2 separate regions of the Mus musculus genome follow, and region 1 is linked to region 2. A link is a contact called in public Hi-C data. All regions are on one chromosome and are shown on one strand. The core of a region is the stretch at or near the end of the contact, and the rest is flanking DNA. Distances in the headings are between cores, read along the strand shown.

Region 1 (6,384 bases), core at 3,138-5,637, 91 kb after region 2:
TCTGTCTGTATATATGTTTTGAGACAGAGTCTCAACTGTAGCCCTTTGCTTGGAACTCCCTATATAGACCAGGCTGTCCTTAAACACAGATTATACCTGCCTCTCCCTCTCAGTTGGGATTAAAGGCCTCTGTGACCACCTCTGGCCTGCCCTGCTTGCTTTTTTGGTTAGTTGGTTGATTAGTTGTTGGTTGGTTTTGGCTTTTGGAGACAGGGTTTCTCTGGGTAGCCCTGGCTGTCCTGGAACTCACTTTGTAGACCAGGCTGGCCTTGAACTCAGAAATCTGCCTGCCTCTGCCTCCCTAGTGCTGGGATTAAAGGCGTGTGCCACCACGCCCGGCTGTTTTGTTTTGTTTTGTTTTAACATAGGGTTTCCTGTAGCCCAGACTGGACTCAAACTCATTCCGTATTTGAGCATAACCTTGTACTTTGTTTTTGTCTTAGGTGTGTGTGAATATGTATGTTCTCTTGAGTGTGTATATGTGTGTGTTTGTGTGTGTATGTGTGTGTATGTGTGTGTTTCTGGAGGGCAGTGTTAGCTGTTTGGGTGTCTTCTAACACTGCACATTAGATATTTAGGCAGGATCTCTCACTTGACTGGAGAGCTCACAGATTCGCTGGTCTAGCTTTCCAGGTTGTTTTGGGGATTCCCCCGTCTCTGCCTCCCAAGCACTGGGAATACAGGCAGAGAGTCATGTCCCCCTGTCTCTTACGGAGTGCTGGGGACGCCAACTCTAGTCTTCCCTTACATAGCAAATACTTTCCCACTAAGTCATCTCTCTTGTTCCAACCTTAAAGTTTTTATTGTTTGTTTGTTTTGTTTTGTTTATGGTTTTGTTTTGAAATAGCCCTGATTGTATAGTCCTGGCTATCCTGGAACTCATTAGGTAGTACAGTCTGGCCTCAAACTCGACAGAACTCTGCCTACTGAGTGCCAGCATTAAAGGTGTGTACCACCATGGCAGGCTAACTTTAAATTCTGGTCCTCCTGCTTCCACCTTCCAACTGCTGGAATTACAGAGGTATCCTACCCTCCCCCTCCAAGCTATGGTTGTGGGTTTGGGTTTTTTGTTGTTGTTTTTTTTTTTTTTTTGAGGGGGGTTGTCTTGTTTTGTTTTTCTTTTTGGAACAGTGTTAATTCATTAACCCGCATGTCGACTGTTGATGATTCAGCCAGCTAGACACCGAGGCCCGGCTGCCCAAACAAAGGCTCATTATTCTATACACCAGCTAAGGGAAATTGATACGCTGAGCTGAGTTTACAAAGGCTGAGTGGTTTCTGGGATGCTGGCACGCTACCAGAGTATAGAGTGCTTAATAAATCTGAGGCCAACTACCCAGACTTTAGGCGACATCATCTAGGCAACTCCTTTTTCAAACAACACCAAAATGGAATCTATTTCTATTACCCAAAGACAATTCCATCTGATGCCTAGCAACTTAACTAGCCAGACGTTTAGTCTCAAATGATGGCAATATTCCAATTCCAGCAATTTCTTGGGGGTAAAGAACACCCTACACTGGCCAGGGATAGCACCATATGCCTTTAATTCTAACATTCTGAAGGCACATTCGGGTTAATCCCTGTGAGTTCAAGGTCAGCCTGTCTATATGGAATTGGACTGACTTTTTAATTTATTTATTGAGATAGGGCCTCACAGTTTACCTTGAAGTCCAGGTTGGTCTTGAACTCACAGAGTTCTGCCTGTCTCTTCCTCTACATTAAAGGTGTGTGGCAGCAGGTCTGGAATACTGTTAGTTCTTTGAGGCAGAGTCTCATTCTATAGGCCTTGCTGGCCTGGAAATCACAGAGGTCTTCCTGCTTCTGCCTTCTTTCCAGGCCTTGCCATCAAACCTGGCCCAGCTGACTTCAGATACATTAGGGTTAGAGTTCAGACTTGCTTATAGAGCAGAATCCTCTGGACATGTCTGAAACAGACCAAGGCAATTCTGATTTAATTGGTCTCAGGTGGAGCCCAGGCAGAAGTGGCTTTAAAAGTTTCCCAAGTGACAGGGCACCAAGATGGCTCAGTAGGGGAGGGTGCTTGCTGCTGAGCCTAAAATCCTAAGTTTGGTCCCCAGGACCCACATGGCAGAAGGAAAGAACCCATTCCCACAGTTGTCCTCTGTCCTCTACATTCATGCCATCTGCATGTACTAAATAAAATAAAATAAATAGCTATGTTGATTATAAGTACAGCCAATGGTGAGACTATGGATCTGGGGTCTTCTATCCATTTTACTCCTCTGCCTGTCCCTCATATTGAGAGCTGAACCTAGGGTCTTGCTAGGCAAGTAGTGTGCCACAGAGTACAATTCCTTCTCTGAGACAAAGTCTTCCTATGTAGCCCTGGCTGGCATGTAACTCACTATATAGACTAAGCTGGCCTCGAACTTACAAAGTGCTGGGATTAGACACATTGCCACCATATCAGATCTCTTTACCTTTTTTTTTTTTTTTCAGATTCTTTTGTAGCTTCTAGTAGATGGGATTGCAGGCCTGGTTTCTCTCTCTCTCTCTCTCTCTCTCTCTCTCTCTCTCTCTCTCTCTCCTGTGTGTGTGTGTGTGTGCATGTGTTTGTGTCCCCGTGTGTGTCCCCGTGTCTATGTGTCTGTCTGTCTCTTTCTGTATGTCTGTCTATCTGTCTCACCTCAACCTTGGTCTGTGCTAGAGATTGAACCTAGAGCCTCCTGTATGCTGTGTATGCTAACCTACCTGTGCTCCAGCCTGAAGATCTTGAGTTGTGTGTGCACACATTCATTCATGTGTGTGTGTGCGTATGTGTGTGTGTGCGCGCGTGCGTGGAGAGGCCAGAGGTGATGTCTTCCTCTCCTTTTTTTAGTTTTTCAAGACAGGGTTTCTCCTGGCTGTCCTGGAACTCACTCTGTAAACCAGGCTGGCCTCGAACTCAGAAATCCGCCTGCCTCTGCCTCCCAAGTGCTGGGATTAAAGGCGTGCGCCACCACTGCCCAATTTCTCCACTTTATTTTAAGACAGGGTCTCTCACTGAACCCAGAGCTCACTGATTCAACTAGACCTGCTGGCCGATGATCCAGCGATTCGCTTCTCCCTGCCCACATTGCTGAAGCTATAGACTCATTGCTCAGCTTTTACCCTGTGCTAGGGATGGAAGCTCAAGCCCTCCTGCTTGGGCCATGGTCTGGTTGTCGTTTTGATACAGGGTCTCACATTGTAGCTCAACAGTATGAGGGCCTCAAGATTGAGGTGGTCTCCTACCTTGGCTTTCCAAATACTGGGATTATAGACGTAAGCCACTATGCCCAGCTTAACTCAAGACCCTCTCTTCAGAAGAGGAATCTAGAGTCGGCACCGTGCTCTTCTCTGCTCTCTGCTGAGCCCTCTCTTACCTGCCTCCAAGTACTCCGCTGAGCAAGTCACAGAAAGACTGGCAAGAAGCCACAAAAGCAGAGCTATATTCCGCAGTGAAGCCTGTTATGGGGTGCAGGACACATCACCCTCAGAAATAACCCAGTAAGTAAGCTGGATGAGGGTCGTCAGCCGAAACTCATTTCTCGAAAGGAAATTAACGTCTGTCTCCAGCCTAATGAGGACCTGCGCTTCTGGCTTTTGTTGTTTTGTTTTGAAAACCGGGTCTCACTGTGTAGCCCTGGCTAGTTTGGAACTCAGGATGTAGACCAGGCTGACCTCAAATTCCCAGAAACCTACTCGCCTCTGCTGGGATTAAAGGCACAAGCCACCCCACCCCACCCTCCAGTTTCCTGGTTTTATTAACATTTGTTACAGTGAAGGCACCAATCAGTACATTTTTAAATCCAATAATTCCCATTTCCTGAGATTTTACGTAATGTTGTTTTTCTCTTCTTACTGGCATCTCAGCCAAAATATCAGGTTATAGTTTGTCAACTTTCTCTACTGTAGTTACACACACACACACACACACACAAATAAATCAATGTAACTTCTGTTTTTGTTTTTTTGTTTTTTGTTTTTTTTTTTTGAGACAAGGTTTCTCTGTGTAACCCTGGCTCTCCTGGAACTCACTCTGTAGCCCTGGCTGGCCTGGAAATCACATATCCACCTGCCTCTGCCTCCTGAGTGCTGGGATTAAAGATGTGTGCCACCAGGCCCAACCAGGTTTAGCTTTTGTTGTTGTTGTTTGTTTTTTTGAGGCAGGGTTTTTCTGTGTAGTCCTGGCTGTCCTGGAACTCACTTTGTAGACCAGGCTGGCCTTGAACTCAGAAATCCGCTTGCCTCTGCCTCCCAAGTGCTGGGATTAAAGGCGTGCACCACCACGCCCGGCAGCATTTTTTAAAAATAAAAACAGGTGTGTTCAGATTACCAAAAGAGAACAATTCGGTAGTTCCCACAACCCAATGCAAGACTGACTCAAATCATAATTAGGTCTAGGGAGACCTCCTGTGGTTAAACTTGGGTATAGCTTCCCAGTGTCCGCTTTCCAGGCCTGGTCATTCCTAATGAATCCAAGAGTTCTCTCTTCACCCCAACCAGCCTCAGGCAAAATCTAAGAACATTCTGGGAGCATCACTACCAGTAGAGGCCAGATACACGCTGAGCTTCCTATAACGTTCGGGATCACCCTGAAATTTAAAAATTTGAGGCCAAGAGCTGTGAATACAACTATAATGGAGAGAGCCAAAGATCCTCATTTTTGGGGGGGGGGGTGCTGGAGAGATGGTTCAGTGGTTAATACTACTGAATGCTCTTCCAGAGGTCCTGAGTTCAATTCCCAGCAACAACATGGTGGCTCACAACCATCTATAATGGGATCCGGTGTCCTCTTCTGGTGTGTCTGAAGACAGCTACAGTGTACTCATATATGCATAAAATAAATAAATCCTTTTAAGAAGGTTGTGGAGAGATACATTCTTTTATTTATTTAGGATTTTAAAAACACATTTTGTTTATTTTTGCTTTGCTTTGGAGACAGGGTCTCACAGGCTGTCTTAAACTTACTAGGTATTTCAGGTTAGCCTTGAACTTTTAGCAATCCTGCCTCAGCCTCCCGCAAGCTGGGATTACATTTCCCAGCTGTGTAAAACAGTTCCAGGGGATCTGAGAAGCTCACACAGATACACATGCAGGTGAAACACTAATGCACATAAAATAAAAATAAATAACTTAAAAGTTTCTTGATTAATGATCATACTCTGGCTTTAAAAAAATGTCCTTTTTTATTTTGTGTGTTGGGGTGCTGTGCACACATGCCATCATATGCCTGCCATCATATGCCATCAGTGGTCAGGGGACAGTTTGTGAGAGTCAGCTCTCTTCCACCACATGGGTTGCTGTCCTCACCCTGGACAGCAAGAAACTTTGCCTGCTGATTCATCTCGCCCTCCTCCCACCCCCACCCCACCCCCATCTGCTCTTTTTTTTAAAATTTATTTATTATATGTAAGTGCACTGCAGCTGTCTTCAGACACACCAGAAGAGGATACCGGATCCCATTACAGATGGTTGTGAGCCACCATGTGGTTGCTGGGATTTGAACTCAGGACCTTTGGAAGAGCAGTCGGGTGCTCTTACCTGCTGAGCCATCTCACCAGCCCCACTCTTTTTTTTTTTAAAGATTTATTTATTATTATATCTAAGCACACTGTAGCTGTCTTAACCTAACCCTGATGCACCAGAAGAGGTCGTCAGATCTCATTACAGATGGTTGTGAGCCACCATGTGGTTGCGAGGATTTGAACTCAGGACCTTCGGAAAAGCAGTAGGTGCTCTTAACCACTGAGCCATCTCTCCAGCCCCCACGGCTGCTCTTATATTGGACACAGGCTCACTCTGTAGCTCTGGTTGGCCCAGACCTTACTGTGTACCAGACTGATCTCAAAGAGTGCCGGGATTAAAAGTGTGGACCAAGTGGGGCGGTGGTGGCACACACCTTTAATACCAACACTCAGGAGGCAGAGGCAGGCAGATCTCTGTGAGTTCAAGGCCAGCCTGGTCTACAGAGTGAGTTCCAGGACAGCCAGGGCTACACAGTGAAACTCAGTATTAGGGGGTGGGGGTGGGGTGGAGTGGGGGATAGTTGTGCACCCCCAAATCTGGACTGCTTTTCCTTTTTTAATTAAAAATTTCTCATAGGATATATTTTGATCATGTTTTCCCCTCCCCACCCAATTTTAAGTTTTATATTCTCTCTCAAAACAAAAAGAAAAACAACAAAACAAAACAAAACAAAAAAACTATACACAATAACAGAATGCCAGAACCAGAAATCAAGAAACAAAAACTCCCTACAAAAACAAAATTTAAAACAAACTGGCAAAAGACTAATAACACAAAAAAAGGCCTAAACAAAGCAAAACTAAGGAAAAAGTTCATAAAACACCATTGAGTTTGTTCTGTTGAGCAGCTACTTTTTGGCATGGGGTCTCC
Region 2 (6,334 bases), core at 3,733-6,232:
ACTCACAGAGGTCCACCTGCCTCTGCCTCTGCCTCTGAGCGCTGGAAAGAAAGGTGTATGCCGCCATGCCTGACCTAATTTTGTTTTTAATTTCTATTTGCATATATGTCTGTGTGTCTGTGTGTATCTATGCCATGTGCAAGGGGGTGCCCATGGGAGCCAGAAGAGGGAGTCAGATCTCCTAGAACGGGAGCTGCCCTAACATAGGTGCTAGGAACCAAACTCCGGACTGCTTGAAGAGCAGCAAAGGCTATTAACTCAGAGACATTTCTCCAGCCCCTGGCTTTGTCTTTTGAGAGTCTCACTCTAGACTGAACTGGACGTTACTATTTGGATTCTGGTGCCCAGTCCTGGGAGAGCTCAGGCTAACAGTGGAAATCTAGGACACAGCAGGTTGGGAGAGACAATATGTTCTCAGCCTCTCTTCTCAGAGGTAAAACCGTCCTCTCATCCATCTCCTGCCCCATTTGTACCATCCAGAGCTCTCCGATGCCACTTTGGCTATCAATAGTTGGCAGTGAGTTTTGCAATAAACAGCTGCCCAGAGTCAATCGAAACCACATCCTCCAAAAGAGCTGACAGGGGTGGGGGTGAGGGCTGGGGGAAGGGTGGGACACTCAGCTGCCTACCTGCCCTCTAATCCTTTTTCATGCCTCCTACAAAACCATCTACCAGAATTGGAAACGAGAACCATTTCACCTAGATGAGCAGTTCTGAGTATACATATGGTATTTGAGAAACGCTTAGGATGATGAGAGGAAGCCAGGAAGCCAGGAAACCAGGAAGCCATGGCAGCACCAGGACAGGGCTGGTAGCCAAGTGTGGTGGTGCACACCAGTATTCTCAGCATCTGGGAGTTTGAGGCAGGAGGATACAGAGGTCAAGGACAGCTTCCAGAGATGATGTTCCAAAATAAAGTTTTAAAAATGAAGAAGTTGTTGCATTGTTCATCATGAACAAGACTCAGCTTTCCTGCGGAGTCATAACCCCTTCCCTATTGTAGAGAAAAAGCCCCAGGGAGAGCATTGGGTAACAAACATGGCTACAGGGAAACGCAACGGAAGCCCAACCATGAGCTAGAAGAGAAGCAGTCGGGAATTGCCAGCTCTATTGAAGCCAATTTCACCTTTCCTGGTTGGTTTATTTCATGAACAGGATGCCCTCTGGGAGGCCAAACTTGCCTTTCACCTACTCCCATGGCAGACATAAGACGTGGATTTTTGGTTAGCTTTTTTTGTGCTCTCTGCTAACTGGGGACACGGAGGGAGCTGGTCCTGTCTCTACAGCCTCAGAGTGACACTATCACAGAAAGCTGTGGGCCTCTGTCTGTTCTCTGGAGACCTATATGGCTTTGATTTTTAGAGCCCTTCTACATTCGAAGTAAATGCTTGCTTTCCTCAGCCTGTGAGCTCGTGGCTGTGAGGCAAAAGTGCCTCACAGTGAAGCAACCCAGGAGAAGGTGCTTGACTGAGCAAGAGGGAGTGGGGGTCATGGTCTGGGCTCTGGGAACCTGAGTGCCTAGGGCTTTGCGGGCCTGCTTTTCCTCATGACCCTGCCTGTACACCTTTACATCAGCCTCAGCACAGTGGCTGTCACATGGCCTGGTGTTTATGGCAGAGATAACGGCGTCATGGTGATATCTCTCTGTTTGTACACTGACCCCATGGTCCAGGAATCATCACCTGGTCCATGGTAAACTCTGCCCTGTCTTTATCTGTGCAAAAAAAATACCAGGACACTTCTGCCTCAAAGAGGTTGACCCCATTATCAGCTGCTGGGGGAGAGGAAAACACAGCCAGAGTTGCTGTTTACAGCCCGAACTGTGAGTTGGGTAAAAATAGTGCTAGCCGCCTGGTCCAGCTTCAACCCCCCGGCTTCAAACTGCAGAAAGGGATTATTTTGGGAAGAGAAGATTTTCTTTTCCACCCACAGATCTGAAAATGGTCACTTCTCCGGAAGAAGAGAGACAATCCCACACAGAGATGAAACGTAGGCTTTTGTATGGCCTCCCTAGGAGATCACCCCAAGAGCTAGTCTGGCAATGCCCTCCTCTGACAGCCAGGTCTATCCCCAGCCCAGACCTGTGGGTGACCTAGTTCAAGGTACAGTGCAAGTTAATTAGCTTTGACCACAGTGAGAGAAGGCAGGCAGCTGGGCCAGGATGCCTCCTCTCTTCTGTTGACTGGTACTATTCTGAGGCCATTTGCCTTTCAAAACAAAGGGGTGGTGGGGGGACACCTGCTTTCCATTTCTCTCAGGCTCTTTACAAGCATGGTATGGCTATAAAGAGATGAACATATTCCCTTAAGCAGGGTCTGGTATCATCTGAAAGCTGTGGGCTGAAAACCTTGTGTATCCCTAGAGGTTGGGGCCTGAACCCAGGGACATGGAATCTCTTTTGGGCTCAAAAGTTGACCCATATGACACCTAGAGATGTCTTTGTCTTTCTCCCCCCTGTGCTGGGAATTTCTTAAATTTTATCATTTTTATGTGTATGAGTGTTTACCTGCATGGTTTTCTGTGTATCATGCGCATGCCTGGTATCCACTGGGGCCAGAAGAGGGCATCAGATCCCACCCTGGAACTGGATATACTGATGGCTGTGAGCAACCATGTCAATTGTGAGGTTGCTGAGAATTGAACCCATAGACTCTGGAAAAGCAGACAGTGCTCTTAACCATTGAGCAATTTCTCCAGGCCCCTGTACTGGGATTTTAACGCAGATTAAAAAACAAAAAGCTATTCTACAAACACATCTAAGCGGGCTGGAGAGATGTCTCAGTGGTTAGGAGCACTGACTGCTCTTTCAGAGGTCCTGAGTTCAATTCCCAGCAACCACATCGTGGCTCACAACCATCTGTAATGGGATCTGATGCCCTCTTCTGGTGTGTCTGAAGACAGCTACAGTGTACTTATATACATAAAATAAATAAATCTTTAAAAACTAAAGATTGTATCTAAGCACACAATAATGGTACCTGGGTAACTCTAAAGAGGCAGACACATAGGCAGACACATATGGATATCTGCTTAAGACAGGATCTCATGTAGCCCAGGCTGACCTCCATCTCACTATATATCTGAAGATGACCTTGAACTTCTGATCCTTCTGCTTCTGCCTCCCAAGTGCAGGGATTATGGGCTGGTGCCACCATGTCAGTCATTTGTGGATTCGTCTTATCACATTAAGATGTATTAGAAAGCTGCAGGAAGGAAGACCAATGTGTGGATACTTAGGTCCTTCTTAGAAGGGGGAACAAAATACCCATGGGAGGAGATACAGAGACAAAGTGTGGAGCAGAGACTGAAGGAATGACCAACCAGAGACTGCCCCACCTGGGGATCCATCCCATATACAACCACCAAACCCAGACACTTTTGTGCTGCCAACAAGAGCTTGCTGACAGAAGCCTGTTATAGTTGTCTCCTGAGAGGCTCCACCGGTACCTGACAAATACAGAGGTGGATGCTCCCAACCTACCGTTGGACTGAGCACAGGGTCCCCAATGAAGGAGCAGGAGAAAGGACCCACGGAGATGAAGGAGTTTGCAGCTCCATAGGAGGAACAACAATATGAACTAACCAGTACCCCAGAGCTCCCAGGGACTAAACCACCAATCAAAGAAAATATATGGTGGGACTCATGGCTCCAGCTGCATACGTAGCAGAGGATGGCCTAGTTGGTCATCAATGGGAGGAGCAACCCTTGGTCCTGTGAAGGCTCGATGCTCCAGTGTAGGGGAATGCCAGGGCCAGGAAGCAGGAGTGGATAGATTGGTGAGCAGGGGGAGGGGGGAGGGGATAGGGGGTTTTCAGAGGGGAAACCAGGAAAGGGGATAACAATTGAAATGTAAATAAAGAAAATGTCTAATTAAAATTTTTTTTTGAAAAACAAAGCAAAACAAAATAAAAAGAAAGTTGCAGGGAAAAAAACCCACCCCACACTAGACCAGCTGAATCAGCTGAGGTACAGGCCTGTAACACTTGCCACTGGCGAGGCTGAGGTACCATGGCAGGCTCGAGGCCTGGTCGGGCAGCAGAGTGAGTCAAAGCCAGCCTGGACAATTTAGGGAAAGTGGGTCAATGAATGAATGAATAATGAATAAATAAATAAATAAATAAATAAATAAATAAATAAATAAGCAAGCAAAGGAGGCTGGGATGTAGCTTGGTAGTGGAGTACTTGCTAAGCATGCACACAAATCCCCCAGATTATCCAGGGCTGGAATCCAATGAATTTTATTTAATCAACATTTTAGGGAGCAGGAGACGAGATCTCCTTCAGTGACCCAGGAACCAAAACAAGTATTCCAGTTTGGGAAAACATATCTAACCAATGAAAAGAATTTCTTCTGGACATCTTTAGACGATCTCATCTCACACGAACGTTCACATACAGGCTCACACACGTACACACACCCATGCACACACGCACGCATGCATGCATACACACACCTGCATCCATGGCCTCAGGGTGAGCATACAGTAGTAACGAGTCAGAGACAACAGCTGTCTGGGTGGGAGATTTACTAAGGGCCTTGAGTCAAGAGGCTGCTAGCTAGGGCCTGGCTTCTCTCCCTGGGTGTCATTTTATCCTTGTCACTCAGTCACAGCACCATTTACCTCTCAGGGGAGAGGGTGTTGATACCACTTATTGTGTCTGGTAAGACCATTCCTCCTGAGGCAGTACTCAGACTTCGAGTTATAGTCTGAACATGGCCTGGAAAACAGGCTCTAGAAACCATTTCAAGTCTCCCATGATCTTCTGGGCACGATTTAGGGATCTCTCCTGCTTCCAGGTGCTTGATAATGTTGACATGACCAAGACCCGGGGAAGTGCAGTACATTACACAAGTTACAAAGGATATCTTGTTCCCACACTTTAAGGTCCCCAGTGGCCCCCAACCTGTCCACTTCCACCTATCTGTAACAGCCACATCCCTAAGCCTTGTCACCAAGCCAGAAACAGAATCACCCTGCTCAGATGGCTCTGCCTCTGGGGAGCGCTGGCCAGTTAAAGGGCAAGGTCAGCACTGGCTGCCTGGCCAAAAGAGGCCAGAGAAATGGAGCCCCCTTCCGAGTCCCATTGACCAATGACAAGGAGAGAGAAATTGGTGCTGAGTCACAGCAACTCCAGCTGTTTGTGTACAGGGCTCCGAGACTCCTCAGGGGCCAGGGTGAGACAACTAAAAAGCCCTTTGTTCAGGACGGCTTCAGGTTTTCTGTTTCCCAAACTGAGAAATCCAGATAGTGCTGACAGCTGCCCAGGAGGGAAATGAGCTCAGGTCTGTCCCATCCACTGACCTCTTGCGAAGGATTGTAGGCCAAGGTGGCCCAGCTCTGCTCGCCAGCCTAAGTCAGCTTCCTTCTGACTCAGCTTTCCTCACCTCCCTATTAATAGCCACTGCTTTGGCTGACTCCACTCACAGTATGATTACGGTTTAATAACACATCTCAAGCGAGGAAGCAGAGCCCTTCCTGAGCTGCGTTGCCAGGGGCCTGCAGAGAGCACGCGCTGCAGCCCTGACTCCAGGGAGAGGCTGTGGCTGAGTTCTCCCAGGCTGGCGCAGAGATTGGGAGTCGAAAAAAAAAGACAAACTGCGGCTATGGGGTTGTTTCTACCCTGTGGATCTGATCCTGGTTCCGAGATGAGATAGGCATTCGGCTTGTCATCCTGCACCCAGGGATTCCTGGGCACCACTGAGAAAGCATAGCTGCTGGCATTTCTACCATGCAGGTTCCTCAGTCACCCTAGATGTCTAGTCCTGTGCCAAACTGGAGTCTCTCCGAAGGTCATCCTTTCTCAGCCTCCGCGGTAATAAGGTGACCTACTTACGGGGCTCTGATGAACTGGATGGCATGGGGTACTCTGATCACACTGAACTCCACCAAAAAAAGTTGTTTGTTTGTTTGTTTGTTTTTAATGCTTAACTCCCATCTGGTTTCTTCCCAGCAAAACCAGACAAGCTGAAACCTAGAGATGTATGATTCAAGTACACACACACACACACACATACACACCCTGTATGCATGCATACATTCTTATATGGACTGGCACACACAGAGCAGGTAAGCTAAGGGCCTCCATTGATTCCAACACAGAATGCTCCGCTATTCTCAGGGTTTCCCTTTGAAGGTCAATCAAGCCTCAGGGAAACTCTCCTATCAGGAAGGCCAAAGGGGAAACAAGGTATCAGGATGAGACTTTCGACCTGCTATGAGATCTGCCCCGCCCAAACCCCAGTATTCCATGATAATAATGGTCTTGTTCACGCAGTACCAGTTGGCTCTTCTCATCAAACTCCTTCACCTGTCCAGGAGGGGGCTGGGAGAC

What was found. A called contact is a pair of places that touch in the nucleus more often than the background predicts.
Region 1: a Hi-C map of bone marrow-derived macrophages shows a contact between it and region 2, with 65 read pairs. The contact joins two enhancer-like sites. A contact is called at or near these places in 2 of 15 datasets of contacts at CTCF or cohesin (the G1E-ER4 cell line and embryonic stem cells), 90 of 484 Hi-C or Micro-C datasets (2-cell-like embryonic stem cells, the 4T1 cell line, B cells and 36 more), 20 of 115 datasets of contacts at active chromatin or transcription factors (the 230-238 cell line, embryonic basal ganglia, embryonic fibroblasts and 9 more) and 1 of 9 other capture datasets (liver).

The regions. Positions count from the first base shown.
Region 1 is chr11:87,006,299-87,012,682 of GRCm38.p6, forward strand. No RefSeq gene overlaps it. Among named protein-coding and RNA genes, the nearest start is that of Ypel2, 16 kb to the left of the region's middle. Within about 2 kb of position 4,388, at least 73 of the 459 cell types and tissues checked have an H3K27ac peak or open chromatin away from gene starts, as enhancers often do. A contact at or near this core is called in bone marrow-derived macrophages and pancreatic cancer cells, where this site is marked.
Region 2 is chr11:86,915,174-86,921,507 of GRCm38.p6, forward strand. No RefSeq gene overlaps it. Among named protein-coding and RNA genes, the nearest start is that of Gm33742, 50 kb to the left of the region's middle. Within about 2 kb of position 4,983, at least 142 of the 459 cell types and tissues checked have an H3K27ac peak or open chromatin away from gene starts, as enhancers often do. A contact at or near this core is called in bone marrow-derived macrophages and pancreatic cancer cells, where this site is marked.